Linked DNA regions of Capra hircus: region 2 is linked to region 1. Evidence: chromatin contacts called from public Hi-C data. All regions are on one chromosome and are shown on one strand. The core of a region is the stretch at or near the end of the contact, and the rest is flanking DNA. Distances in the headings are between cores, read along the strand shown.

What was found. Hi-C and Micro-C count contacts between places; a contact is called where the count stands out from the background.
Region 2: a contact with region 1 is called in a Hi-C map of blood, with 2.3 times the contacts expected there. The contact joins the promoter of LRRN4CL here to the enhancer-like site in region 1. A contact is called at or near these places in 2 of 5 Hi-C or Micro-C datasets (both in blood).

Annotation. Positions count from the first base shown.
Region 1 is chr29:41,134,064-41,140,340 of ARS1.2, forward strand. No RefSeq gene overlaps it. Among named protein-coding and RNA genes, the nearest start is that of ASRGL1, 57 kb to the left of the region's middle. Within about 2 kb of position 2,763, at least 4 of the 5 cell types and tissues checked have an H3K27ac peak or open chromatin away from gene starts, as enhancers often do.
Region 2 is chr29:41,344,920-41,351,196 of ARS1.2, forward strand. It overlaps LRRN4CL (LRRN4 C-terminal-like protein), which reads right to left and starts at 2,525. Exons shown (of 2, transcript XM_018042989.1): 1 at 1,746-2,525; 2 at 1-1,233. The coding sequence starts at 1,228. The coding sequence ends at 527. It overlaps BSCL2 (seipin), which reads right to left. Exons shown (of 12, transcript XM_018042984.1): 5 at 5,524-5,667; 6 at 4,564-4,698; 7 at 4,281-4,378; 8 at 3,566-3,707; 9 at 3,358-3,424; 10 at 3,096-3,185; 11 at 2,918-2,998; 12 at 2,541-2,783. The coding sequence ends at 2,641.

The DNA.
Region 1 (6,277 bases), core at 1,513-4,012:
TTCACATTCGCCGCATGGAATTATTCTCAAACTATTTTTTCAAGCAAAACCCCTCCTCTTGTGCATTTGCTACATCCTTTACCAGCCATCCTGATGAGGACATCCTATTTCCAGGCTGAAGGTGCAGGGGGTTATGGGTCAAGCCGTCCATTCACGTCACTCTCTGTCCCCAAGAGGCTAGTGGAGAGTGGGTGGGAGGGGGTCAGGCTGGTCAGTACCTGGTGACTGCCGCCCACGGGCAATGGTGCTCTTATTTAACCCCAAAGCCCTTCTCTGACTTGCCCCTGCCCCCCCTCCCCGCCATCCCTTAAGTCACACCCAGCCAACTTTCACTCAAAAAGTGAATCGGCCACCCCCTTCCTTCTTGCATGAAATCAATCCCCAGGTATTTACTGGCACTTGCCACGTGTTCATGGTGGCGCTCGGGGCTCTGAGGAAGCCAGGAGCAGATTTCACAACCCAGCAAATATGCATGAAGCGATTTCTCAGTGCACAAGCGCACTGAGGCCCAAGTAGAGCAGAGTGAAGACGACGGCGGCCTCTGGTCACAGGGAGCTAGTGACCTGATGGGGAAGATCGCCAGCCCCCCAAAAATCAACAGTTAAGAAGCAGACAGACAGATAGGTAAACCCGTGCTAAAAGCATGAAAGAAATGAAGGGAGGAGGCTCCCCTGGTGGCTCAGTGGTAAAGAATCTGCCTGTCAATGCAGGAGACACGGGTTCAACCCCTGATCCCGAAAGATCCCACATGCTGCAAGGTAACTAAGCCCATGCACCCCAAATGTTGAACGCGCGCTCTAGAGCCCAGGAGCCACAACTACCAAGCCCACGTGCCCTAGAGCCTGCACTCTGTAACAAGAGGAGCCACTGCAACGAGAATTCCAAGCTCCACGGCTAGAGGCAAACCCTCGCAGCAAAGAAGATCTAGCGCAGACAAAAATAAATACACAGGTAAAATTCGTTTGGAAAAAAGAAAAAAAGGGAGTGACGTAAGCAAGAGGGGCATGGACATGGGATTTCCTGGTGGTCCAGTGGTTAAGAATCTGCCTCGCAAAGCAGGGGATGCAGGGTCCATCCCTGGTCAGGGAACCAAGATCTCAAAGGCTGCAGAGCAACTAAGATCTGAGGCAGCCAAATAAATATTAAAAAAAAAAAAAGAGTAGCGTGGACAGGCCAGCCCAGGAACCCCTGGCTCAAGGTCTGAGCAGAGACAGGAGGGACTGGAGGAGATGGGGGAGGCAGCCAGAGGCAGAGGGGAAACAGGAGGACGATCAGGCAGGGGCACGGAGGGGACCATGGGAAGGCTGCCCAGGCTCCTTCCCGCACCCTTGCCCTCCCTGTGGCACCCTGGAGCCCTGCCCTTGGGCCCCAGGAGAAAATGCAGAACCTTCTGAAGAACCTTAGCTCTAGGTATCTCTCACCTGCCAGCAAACAGGCCAGACCTCCTCCCCTTATGTCCTACCATCCACCCAATATCTCAGTCTCCTCTTGTCCAAGAGAAATCTGATTCCCCCCTCCCTCCTCTCTCTTTCCAGCCTCTGTAAATTCCATCTTTAGCCTCCCAGCTGCTCTGGCCTGAAGCCAAGGGGCAGTCTCGACCCGTCCCTCTCCAGCACTGTCATGCCCAGCCAAGCAAGTCACCCGCAAACACCTCTGAGAACCGCCTGCCTGCCTACAGAGCCACCCTGGGCCCCACCCACCCCCTCACCTGCACAACCTGGGGGAGGAGGGCTCCTAACTGCCTCCCAGCTCACACTCAAGTGCCCTGCAGTCTGCTCTCTACAGTAAGGACAGACCCAGTTATCAAATGAAAACCCCCTTTCACAGCCTCTCCCCCACTCCAATCAAGTCCAGCTCTTGGAAGCTTCCCCACACTCTTCTCATCAACTGCAAATCCAGAATGCACCCATCACGGGTTCTCATCTCCCATCCTTCCCACTGCTCACTCCCTCTCTGCAGTCCACCCTGCTGGCCTGCAGTTCTTTTTGTTTTTTTAAGAACAAGCCACCAAGCCTGTTCCTACCTCAGGGCCTTTGCACAGGCCACACAGCATTAACTGCTGGAAACTGTTGACAATTGCTGTAAAAATTCACCCTAAGGACTTCCCTGGTGGTTCAATGGCTAAAACTCTGAGTTCCCAATGCAGGTGGCCTGGGTTCCATCCTTGGTTAGGGAACTGTCTAGACCCCCACATGCCACATCTAAAAGTTTGCATGCCACAGATAAAAGATTCCACACGCCATAGCAAGGACCAAAGATCCCACGTGCCACCACTAAGACCTGCACAGCCAAATAAATATATTTATTAAAATAAATAAATATTTATTTATTTAAAAAAAAAAGACTTGATGCCTCCAATGCGGGGGACGCCGGTTCCATTCCTGGTCGGGAAACTAAGATCCCACATGCCCTCTGGTGCGCCCCCCCAAAAGAAAAAAAAAATCGCCCTAGAGCAAAATAGGCAAAGACTAGAACTCATCCGAAACGTGGGTCCCATGTGGATATAAACACCCTCCAAACACCCCTTGTCCCAGGGCAATCAGTCCCTGACCCGGCCACACCATCCCCAGATACTGAATGAAAGGGGAGGACGCGCACAGGGAAAGCGGGAATGGAGAGGGCATCCGCAGAGGTCACAGAACGAGAGGGTTGCAGAGAGAAACCTCTTCGGTTCAGATTTTTCCAAGAAGCTACGTGGTCCCTCGGGGACGCGCCTTCCGCGCCTTCAGCAGCAGGCGCCACCATGGCCACTAGGGGGCAGTGTCGACCAAGGTGTCCAGGTCGGGGCTTCTGAGCCTTGCAGCTCCACGCAGCCTGGCTCAATCCGCGGGACGCATGATGAAGTGCAGTTCCTTTCTAGGTTTGGTGTTTGGGTTGTTGTTTTTTTTTTTTTTTTTTGGTATCATCTGTGATTGCTTTAACTTGATTTTTCAGGGTTGGTTTTTTTTTTTTTTTCTTAATAAGAATTCTGAGGAAAAACAGGGGCAGTCTTACAAAACTGCTGCCCGCTGAACCCTGCCAGGCATGTGTCAGCTCTTTTGGAATTAGTAATAATTCCCTTCCCGAACAATTGCGAGGGCCAGTCCAGCAGAATCTAGAACGTGAGATGGTCCGGAAGGTACAGAGGAGCCTCGGGCGCTAGCGGAGCGGGTCCTCTGACCTCCGTCCACCTTTTTTAACATCTCAAGTAACCTAATAATTAATTTTATTGATTGCTTACTCCCTGGCAAGCATTTCTGCAATTTCTTATTTCTTCCTCACACAATCCAGATTCAAAGCCAGACCCCCAACCCCTGCCCTACAGTAGAGAGTAGGATCCCAAAGGCAGGAATTTCCTGAGCTATTAACTGAAATGACACTGATGAAAAATGTCCACCTACCCCCCCAAAATATGCACCTACGTGCCGGCTTATGCAGACACACACACACACCCCCGGACTATAGCCATCTCACCCCTCCCTATCTGCCACAAAGGAGGGCCTGTGATTGTAAAAATTCCAGAGCCAGTCAGGGGAACTGACAATTCCAGCAGAGATTCTTGGTAGAGGGTGGGGCCTCCTTGGGGGTGGCGAGCCTCTTGCCTCCCCTCTCCCCCACTGCTGAGTCCCCCGGGTTCCTTTGCATCCAGGTCATCTTTAACTCACATACCTTGGCCATCCACCTAGGTGAGTGTTGTTCAAACAGATAAGGATCCAGGGCCATAAAAGGTTCAGAATTTTAATTACCTATTCAGAACTAGGGAAATATTTACCTAGGGCAAATACAGCAGGTATCTAGGGACAAAAGGAAGTCCAATTACATGGCAGGGAGAGTCTCCACCTCAGAGGAGCTGCAAATGTAGGCGATCCCAAGAATGCGAGCTGTCAGCACACAGAGTACATTCAGTTTTAAAAGAGCAGAATGCAAGATGAACTGATCACAGCCACAGAAAAAGCACATATCTGTGTGACTCATGTTTGGGGAAAGCAGAAAAAAATTAGAGAAATGAAAGAATGTCATGGGATTCTTTTTTGTCTTTTTTTCCTTTTCTGCCTGACCACACTGGGGCCATTGCTTATCTTTGAACAGACCTCAAGCTAAGAAGGATTTTTATGTTTGAAGAAGGAGGATGAGGAGAAGTGCGTCCAGCCCTAGTTATATAAATATATAATTATATGATCAGCCTTTTTCACTGTGAAAATACTAAACTCTAAAACGCAAGGAGGCCAATGTAACGAATAGAAGCTTCCGGGGTTTGAGAAGCATTATGCACAAACTATGTAAAGTGACAATGTAATACATGTGGGACTTTTCTGGTGATCACAGTGGCTAACACTCCACCCTCCAAACGCAGGGGACCCAGGTTCAATCCCTGGTCAGGAAACTAGATCCCACATGCCACAGCTAAAGATTGTGCATACTACAGCTAAGATCTCTCGCGGCCAAATAAATAAATAGGTTTTTTAAATTAAAAACAGTAAAAAAAAAATTTTTTTAACAAGAAATGTAAAATGTATCTCAATAAAGCCAAAAAAGTTAAAAGCAAGAAATGTATTGTTAGCACTGTATTACTTTTAGCATTCATACTTTTGAAGAGCTCAGAGGAAAGACCCCATTTCTTGATCATGTTATAAACTAAACTGTGAATCTGGGAGAATTTTTTTTTTTAATATATTACTCCCACAACCTGCAACCAAAAGAACAGTGACTATTTATTTAATTTTTGGCCACCCCATGTGACTTGCAAGATCTTAGTTTCTGGACCAGGTATCGAACCCCTGCCCCAGCATTGGGAGTGTGGAATCTTAATTACTGCACCACCAGATAAATCCCAGTTAGATTTATTCTTAAAGGAAGCTGAAGAGGAGTCGTCATTACTAAACCTGGCCATCATTGCAGAATCAACATTGCAGAATCATTGCAACACTGCAAAATCCAAGGACTTGCCCTTGCTATGTCAATATATAACCTAAACTGATGGATCTGTAGGAAAGCTGCAGTTTTACACCCTCAACACGTGAGTGGATTGAAGTTAGCCTGGCAGGAAAATCTATAAATGATTCATGAAGCAGGAAGAGGAACCAAAACCAACCCTCATCAACTTTATCAAGATGATATGGATAAAATAATGTCTAGTTTATAGCTAATGCAAGCAAGCTGTTTGCACATGCCAGGGGTTTTGTGGGTAGTCATTCACCATAGGGTGGTTGTTGTTCAGAGTGGCTTCAGATAAATGATAAAGAAAACATCAATTGGTGATGAAAGGGCCACACAAACAATGCCTTCTGCAGCGTGTAATTAGGGAGCGTTCCTCCCCAGGCACTTACGGAACACACCAGCGGGCACATGGGCACAATGTGAGAATGAATCATTAAGAGTTAGCCACCCAACATATTTCCATGAGCAAACCCAAATTATGAGCCTTTAGTATATGCAGAAATAAATCTGAAGATAGATTCAGCTAAGCATGCACAGTTGCTAGCATCAGAATGGGTCAGCCAGGGCCTTGAAACTCAGACTTATCCCCCATCAAATGAATGGATTCCAAGCCCATGAGAAGAATCTAGTTAACGCCTAAAATAGCTGAAGCTGTGTCTGCAGCACCCAAGCATCCTGAGTGTCTGCGAGGGATTCAGCTCAAAGTGTCCTTTAGAATTCCCTCTTACGACGCTGAGGACTCATGTGGATACTCCTTCAGCCCTAGGACAGGTTGGAGATGCTCTCAGTCAGCAGCTCCCAGGGAGAGAGCCCGGGCCCTCTTCTTGTCTCATGGGTAGTGAGGAGATGAGGACTGACCTCAGGGCACTGGGGCCAGAAGAAGAATCTGACCATATGCATCCATAGGTCTCTGAGTCCACCGCTTTCTCAGTTTACCTTGAATGTGCCCCCTTCTCTACTCCCATCCCAGTGCCATGCCTTTGCTGTCTGTGGCCTGGGATATTACAAATAACCTCTGAACTAGTTTCCTATGACTACCACAACCTTAATGTTTTGTTTTGTTTTGTTTTTAATCCTCAAATGTATTATCTTACAGATCTGGAGGTCAGAAATTCAAAATTATTTCACTGGACTAAAACCCAAAGTGTTGGCAGGCTGTGCTCCTTCCGGAGACTCCCAGGGGAGAGTGTGTTTCCTTCCTTTTTCAGTTTCTAGAGGCCACCTTCATTCCTCGGCTTCCGGCCCCTGCTCCCACCTTCAGATCAGTGGTGCAGGCTCCACGCTCCCTCTGGCCTCCTCCTCTGCCTCCCTCTCCCATGTGGATGGACCCTTGTGACTGCTCTGGGCCCAGCCAGGTAAT
Region 2 (6,277 bases), core at 1,275-3,774, 210 kb after region 1:
ACAGCCACTTGGACAATCCTCCTCTTCTCCACCCCATGTCAGTCACTTAGTTCCACCTGACTTAAGACACAGTGGATTGTAACTCGGTGTGCACCCTCACTATCTAAGCAAAAGGCAGCAGGTGAGGTGTGGTCTCTAGCCCCAAACTCCCATTCCCAGAGCAGCTGATTCTCAAAACCCTGCGGGAAGCCACCACAGTGATGGCGCCCACACGTGGAACCCGGCTGTGGACTGATTTGTGAGGCCCACGAGCTAAGAACCATTTTTAAACGGTTACATGGTTATGGAAGTACCTACACAATATCTGTGATCTTATCCCCTGGAACCACAAAGCCTAAATTACTATCTGGTCCATTAAGAAAAGATCTTGTCAGCTTTCTCTACTCCTTCTAAACCTCAGCTTCGGAGGAGAGTGTTAAGTTTGGGGCATGAACCCACTCAGCAAGGGCCCAGCGCCCCGCCTTCTGTGCCATCCTTGGTCTGGCCTTCGTGGGCCGTCGTCTCCCCAGGGGGAGACTGGGCAGCCTCAAAGCCCTGCGTGGCTGGGGCGGCCTCGGCGGGGGCAGCCCCAGCGCTGGCGTAGGCAGAAGTGCCAGACCAGGGCGGAGCAGCTGAGCAGGGCCAGCGCCGAGCCCACGCCCACGGCCGCGTGCAGCAGAGTGAGTGGCCGCGGCGGCACGGTCAGCCGGCCGCAGGGCCCTAAGTTGGGGCCCTCCGCCCCGTCGAGGCCCTCCGCCCCGGGCCCGGGAGCGCGGCTCTCTCCCGCGTCGTTGGCGGCCACCACGCAGACAACGTATGCGACCCCAGGCTTCAGGCCCTTCAGCTCCGCTCGGCGGACCGTCGAGTTGAAGCTGGGCCCCCTCTGTGGAGCCCCGCTGCCTTCCCAAAGCAGCAGCCAGTACTGGTGGACCGGGGAGGAGGGGGCGCACCAGTGCACCTCGGCGCGGCCCGTCTCGGCCTCCACGCGCACTTCCCCCAGGCGTGGCGGGTGCGGTGGCTGCAGGGCGCTGGAGAGGCTGGGGCACAGGCAGGCTGCCGGGCCGGCCCTCTGCAGCTCCTGGCAGGGCACCTGCAGGTGGCGGCAGTGGTCGTAATCACAGGGGACGGCCGGCAAAGGTGTCTCATCTTGCTCGTCTCCTTCCAAGTCTCCGGCCACCAAGGGCTGCGTTCTGGGAACCAGGGAGAAGGTGACAGCAAGGAGCCACAGAAGGCAGGGAGAGCGCGGCATGGAATCTGGAAGAGAAGGGTAAAGGCTCTTTAGCCCCCAGACCCTGCAGGGGCCCCGTCCCTCACCAAAACCTGTAAGCAAAGGGAAACAGGACCGGGAACCGGGAGAACAAGCAAGAGGTGGGAATGACCGTGACACACCCATGTGTCCGTCCAGCTTCTGAACAGCTTATGTGCTTGGTTTTGGGGAAAAGAATGAAATATGGTCTGGGCCGACAGAGAGAGGTGCGATCGGCAACGTGTGAAGCGCTGGAAACAGTTAATGAATAAACAGTGCTGGGGGGAGCTGGGGCAGAGAAGAGGAGGAAATGATTTACACCGCCTGGGTGAGGAAGGTGGAATGGTTACCAGCTGCCACCCAGAGCAACCAGCTAGTCAGCGACACATGCAGAGAGCCAGAAAGGAGATAGAACGGAGAAGAGAGGGGACACAGAGGCCCTGGAGCCCTCCCTCCCCACCTGTCGAAGGCCTGGTCCCTGCCTGCCCTCCACACGTCTATCTCATAGGCACCCCCTTACCAGCAGGTAGGCCTTGATGCGGCGAGTAGCAAGCTGGGGCTCCTAAGAGGTCCCCCTGGAACACAGGCTGTGCGGTCACGTTCTGTCGGTGTCTTCAATTTCAATTCTGTTTTGGCCCAAAGCTTTTATACCCCTCGACTGTGATGTCACCACCTGGCCCCCCTTCCCCTGCTCCCCTCCCTGGTGAGTGCCAAGAAGAGGGCTGGTCCCTTCAGAAGGCCTGAGTCACGGGGCCAGGGGTGGGGGAAGCCACATGCAGCGGTTTCAGCTGGAGGTCGGGATGCCTGGGTTCTGAAAGAGCAGCGGAATGTGGAAAGCAGCCAAGGGCTGAGAATCCAAAGGCTGAAGTCATGTGAAGGGGTGAGGAGGGGAGCAAAAGGGATGGGCCACCTGGCTGGTATCAGAGAGGAAAACAGCTACGGACAGCATGGGGTCTGGGCCACGAAATGCTGTTCTGGTAAAAAATCATACCACATCCATGGCAGTCATTTCCTGTCTTCTGCCTCTCCATGGACTGAGAAAGGGAGGGGTGCGGAGGCCAGAATGATGTACTCCAGCTTTGCAGCCCCACCCTCTGCTATCCCCCTCCCCAGAGGGAGAGGACTGAGTGGGCAGGTTTTCACTCCCTGACTTCCAGGCTGATGAATGAAAACAGCTGTGCCTAAAATAGTCCAGGGCCTGGAGGTCTTCTGTATCTGTGGCCCCTGACAAGAAAACCTCCTCCGGTCAGGGCGGGGAATGCCTGGGGAACACCAGGTTTTTAAATGACCCTGAATCCACTTCAGAGTCAGGGAGGCAGCTGGCATGAAAATAGTTTATTATTGGGGGAGCCCCAGAGAGAGAAAGGGAGCAGGTGGGAAAGGGCCAGAATGTGGGGACTCGGGCCCTACTCGCTTCAGGAGCTGGAGCAGATGGGGCGCTGTCGGACAGAGCCCGCAGAGGGCTCCGAGCTGCCCACGGTCTCTGGGGCAGGGGCAGAGCCAGAGGCAGCCAGGTTGGCCTCCGTCAGCAGAGCTGCATCTTCCCAGGAGCCTGAACCTGGGCCAGGGGAGAGAAAACCAAATCCCAAAGGGGAAATTCCAGACCAGGGACCCCCGCCCCCACCCAGGGTGGCCTCCGCCCTGCTCACATGCTCCCCCCGCCACCTGTTCCCACCGCACAGGGTCCCTCACCATCACTGGCCTCGGGCTCCAGCTCCTCCTCGCCACTCAGGGGCTGTTGATCTGTTTTCTCCTCCTCAGACAGCTGGCCTTCTGCAGCCCCAGTGGGGAAGGCAGAGGTCAGTCTGGAGGAGGCTAAAGGGGAGGACTGAGGAGTAGTCAGGAAGGGGGTCGGGCAGCTGCACCGTACCTGTCCCAGGGGGATTCGCGTGGCTCTCACCGTCCTCTGTAACGGGTGACAGCTGGGGGGACTCCTCCTGGCCTTGGGGCCCTGTGCCTCCAAAGGGGGTAGAGAACAGGGCAGGACTAGGGTGGCTGTGCCTGGATGGCAGTGCCAACTTCACCCTATTCCACCTTTCTCTTGACCTTCAGCTTAGTAGGCGAGCACCTAAAGCTTCATTCTGGATGGTGCAGGAGGCCCCCCTCACCCAGCCCCCAGCCATCACCTCTACCTGGCTGATGGGCAGAGATCTTTCGCTGGACTTCCTTGCGGGAACGTTTTCGGTTTCGGATGTTTACCTGTGGAGGGGAAACTCCTGAGCAGCAAGGACTGCCTTCCCTCACCAGAATGACTGGGCCCTTCTGCCCCAGCCCCCAACACGCCCCGGCCCACTCCCCAAAGAAGAACCATGAAGGGGAGAGGAAGGGGTCCTTTGAGACCTGCAAAGAGAGGCGCTGTCGGGGCCAGATGCCCCCCCACACCCACTGCATGTAGCTGAAGAGCACAATGACGCTGAGGAAGGTGAAGTTGCTGGCGACACCAACGAAGGCGCAGGTCATCGGGAAGTTGTACAGCAGGTACCTGAGGCAGGGAGTAGGCAGGAGGGGAGTAGCAGCTACCAGGGAGTGCCAGCCTTCTCATTTCTCAGAAGTAATTTCTAGGGCAGTTCACCAGAGCTTGGCGAGAGCTGGTCTCCACCCTCTGCCTCCTGCGCACTGAGCCAGTGGTTCAAGAGAATGTTTCTCCACTCTGACTGTACATGGTCTCCCCCGGGGTGCTTTCAGAAAGTCTCATGGCTGGGGACTTCCCTATCTAAGGTCCGATGACTAATACTCCACTCCCAAAGCAGGGGGCCTGGGTTTGATCCCTGGTCAGGGAATGAGATCCCACAAGTTGCAACTGAAAGCTGCCACAGCCAAGTAAATAAATATTTTTTTAAAAAGTCTGGCAGCCAGATATGACCGTAACAAATCCTAGTCTTGAGGGCGGGGCCCAGGCATTGGTAATTTTCTAAAAGTTCCCCAGGCTCCTGATAGGAGCCTGTCCAGCCAGGGCTGAAAACCTGTAGCCCAGGTAAAATCTGTCACCTCTGCTTAGGACCCTCTTAAGGACAGCCCCAGGAGAGCTGCCCAGCCCACGTGGGCACTGCCTCACCTGAGCCCAGTGAAGTGGGCGTGGATGCGGAGGTAGGCTCCGTACATCTGGATGCGCTTGCTGTGGATCTCGATAATGGCTCCGGTGGTTGGCACATACTGCGGGCAGGAGGGCAGGGGCGGCAGCACATCAGGCCAGAACCCTGCTGCCACTCGTGCCAGCCCAGTCTGAGGCCCGCTGCCAGCCTCCACCGCAGTCCCTCCTGCCCAAGCCCGGGAGCTCCTCGGGGAAGATTCTGGGTTTGTGGGGAGGGCTGTCTCCTGTCCTCCTCTCCTCTCCTTACCGAGTTCTCTCTGTATTCTGGGTATAGCTCCACCTCCAAGAGCTGCTTCTGCTCCGCAAAGCCAAACAGCAGGAGGCTCGAGAAGACCAGTGTGTCGAGCATCTGGAGCAGGCTTGAGCGGTAATGTAGCATCACCTGCCAGGGCCAGGGAAGGGAGGCTGGGGACGGGCGCTCACCCTCAAAACCACTCCTGAACAGGGAGTAGAGGCTGGGCATGGGTGCCTACCCTCAAAGCCACCCCTGAGCAGGGCATGAAGGCAGCTTCTTCCTTAGGTCTCCTAGTCCCTCTCACTTCCTACCATGCCCCAAGTCTCGATCCCATCATTGCGAAAGTTTCAAGACATCCCTGCCCTGCCCTTCCCAACCACGTCTCTATTCCAATACAAGTCTCCTCTTCTAAGAAAGCCTCCCAGGTGAAGCCCCACCCCATCTGTCATCTACCTTTCCCCAGAACGGTGCTATAATCTAGACCAGTGTACCATCTGAGGCTTTCTTCTCGCAAGTGGACATTCAGGAATTTGCTTTATGAGACGGTTCTGTTGACAATTAAGAACGGAGTCCAGCATTTATTAAACACCCACTATTTCCTCATGGAATCCAAACCAGTCTCGCTATGAGGGAGTTACTACTACTATATTTGCTTCAAGGGGTTAAGTAAGTTGGCCCTCTGCTAGTATGTTTCTGAGTGAGGACTTGAAGCCTGGTCTGTTTGGCTCCAAAAAAGCCCATTTTCAGGGCGGCTCCACTCAAAGATGGATGTGCTCATCAGATGTCTGGCAGCGGGGGGGCGGGGGCGGGGTGGGCAGGAAGGGTCATCTATCTGGTTTGGTGAACTGACACCTCTTGCGATGCCGTGTCTGTGTCTCAGACCTCAGAATGTTTTCTCCTGAAGCCCCACCCAGATACTCTGACATCTGTTATCATTCTCCACAACCTCCTAGACAGGCCACGAACACTCACGGAGCGTGAAGAGGTGGAGATGATTCGGCCGCCTCTGGTGTAGCACGAGATGGTGACCAAGAACATGCCCAAATCTTGATTCACAGGAGACTCTGGCAGCTCAAGCTCTAAAGTAACGCGGTAAGGCTGTCCATACATCAGTACCTGCCCAAGGTGGACGGCATCTCTTTCAAAAAAAATTTTTAATTGCATTGTCCCTGTCCCACCTCCCGGCTACCCTTCCAAATACAATTTCCTCCGCTATCAGAACAGGCCTCTCAAATCTCCCTCTTCCCAAGAACCTGCTGCCCCCTTCTGGTAGGTGGATCCCTCCCACTTCTGAGATCTTCAGTGTCTACACTCCTGAATCACTGTTTGAGAAAAGCTGTGTCATGTTTCTTTTCCAAAAGTGAACCATCATGTTGCCAACTGGGCCATCTGTGACTCAGGCCTCTTTGTCCCCGTGAGGCCATCCCCTCGGGCCCAGCCTGCCTTCACTTACATTACTAATTAGCAGAGTGCGGGAAGCACTCACCATTTCCCTAGCCAGCTCTCCCACAGTAACTCTGTCCTTCTGGGTCCCTTACCTTAGTTCTGTTGGTAGAACCCTGAGACTCAGTGGGAAAGCATCTTCACTGGGATTAGCCTCAAAAGATTAAAGATTTGCCACCAAACATACCCTAGTTATTCCTGACCATTCCTATACTCCTCTAATCCTATATTCGACTATGCTTATCCTGTGCATGACCCCCTCAGGGTGATCCACAAGGATTAC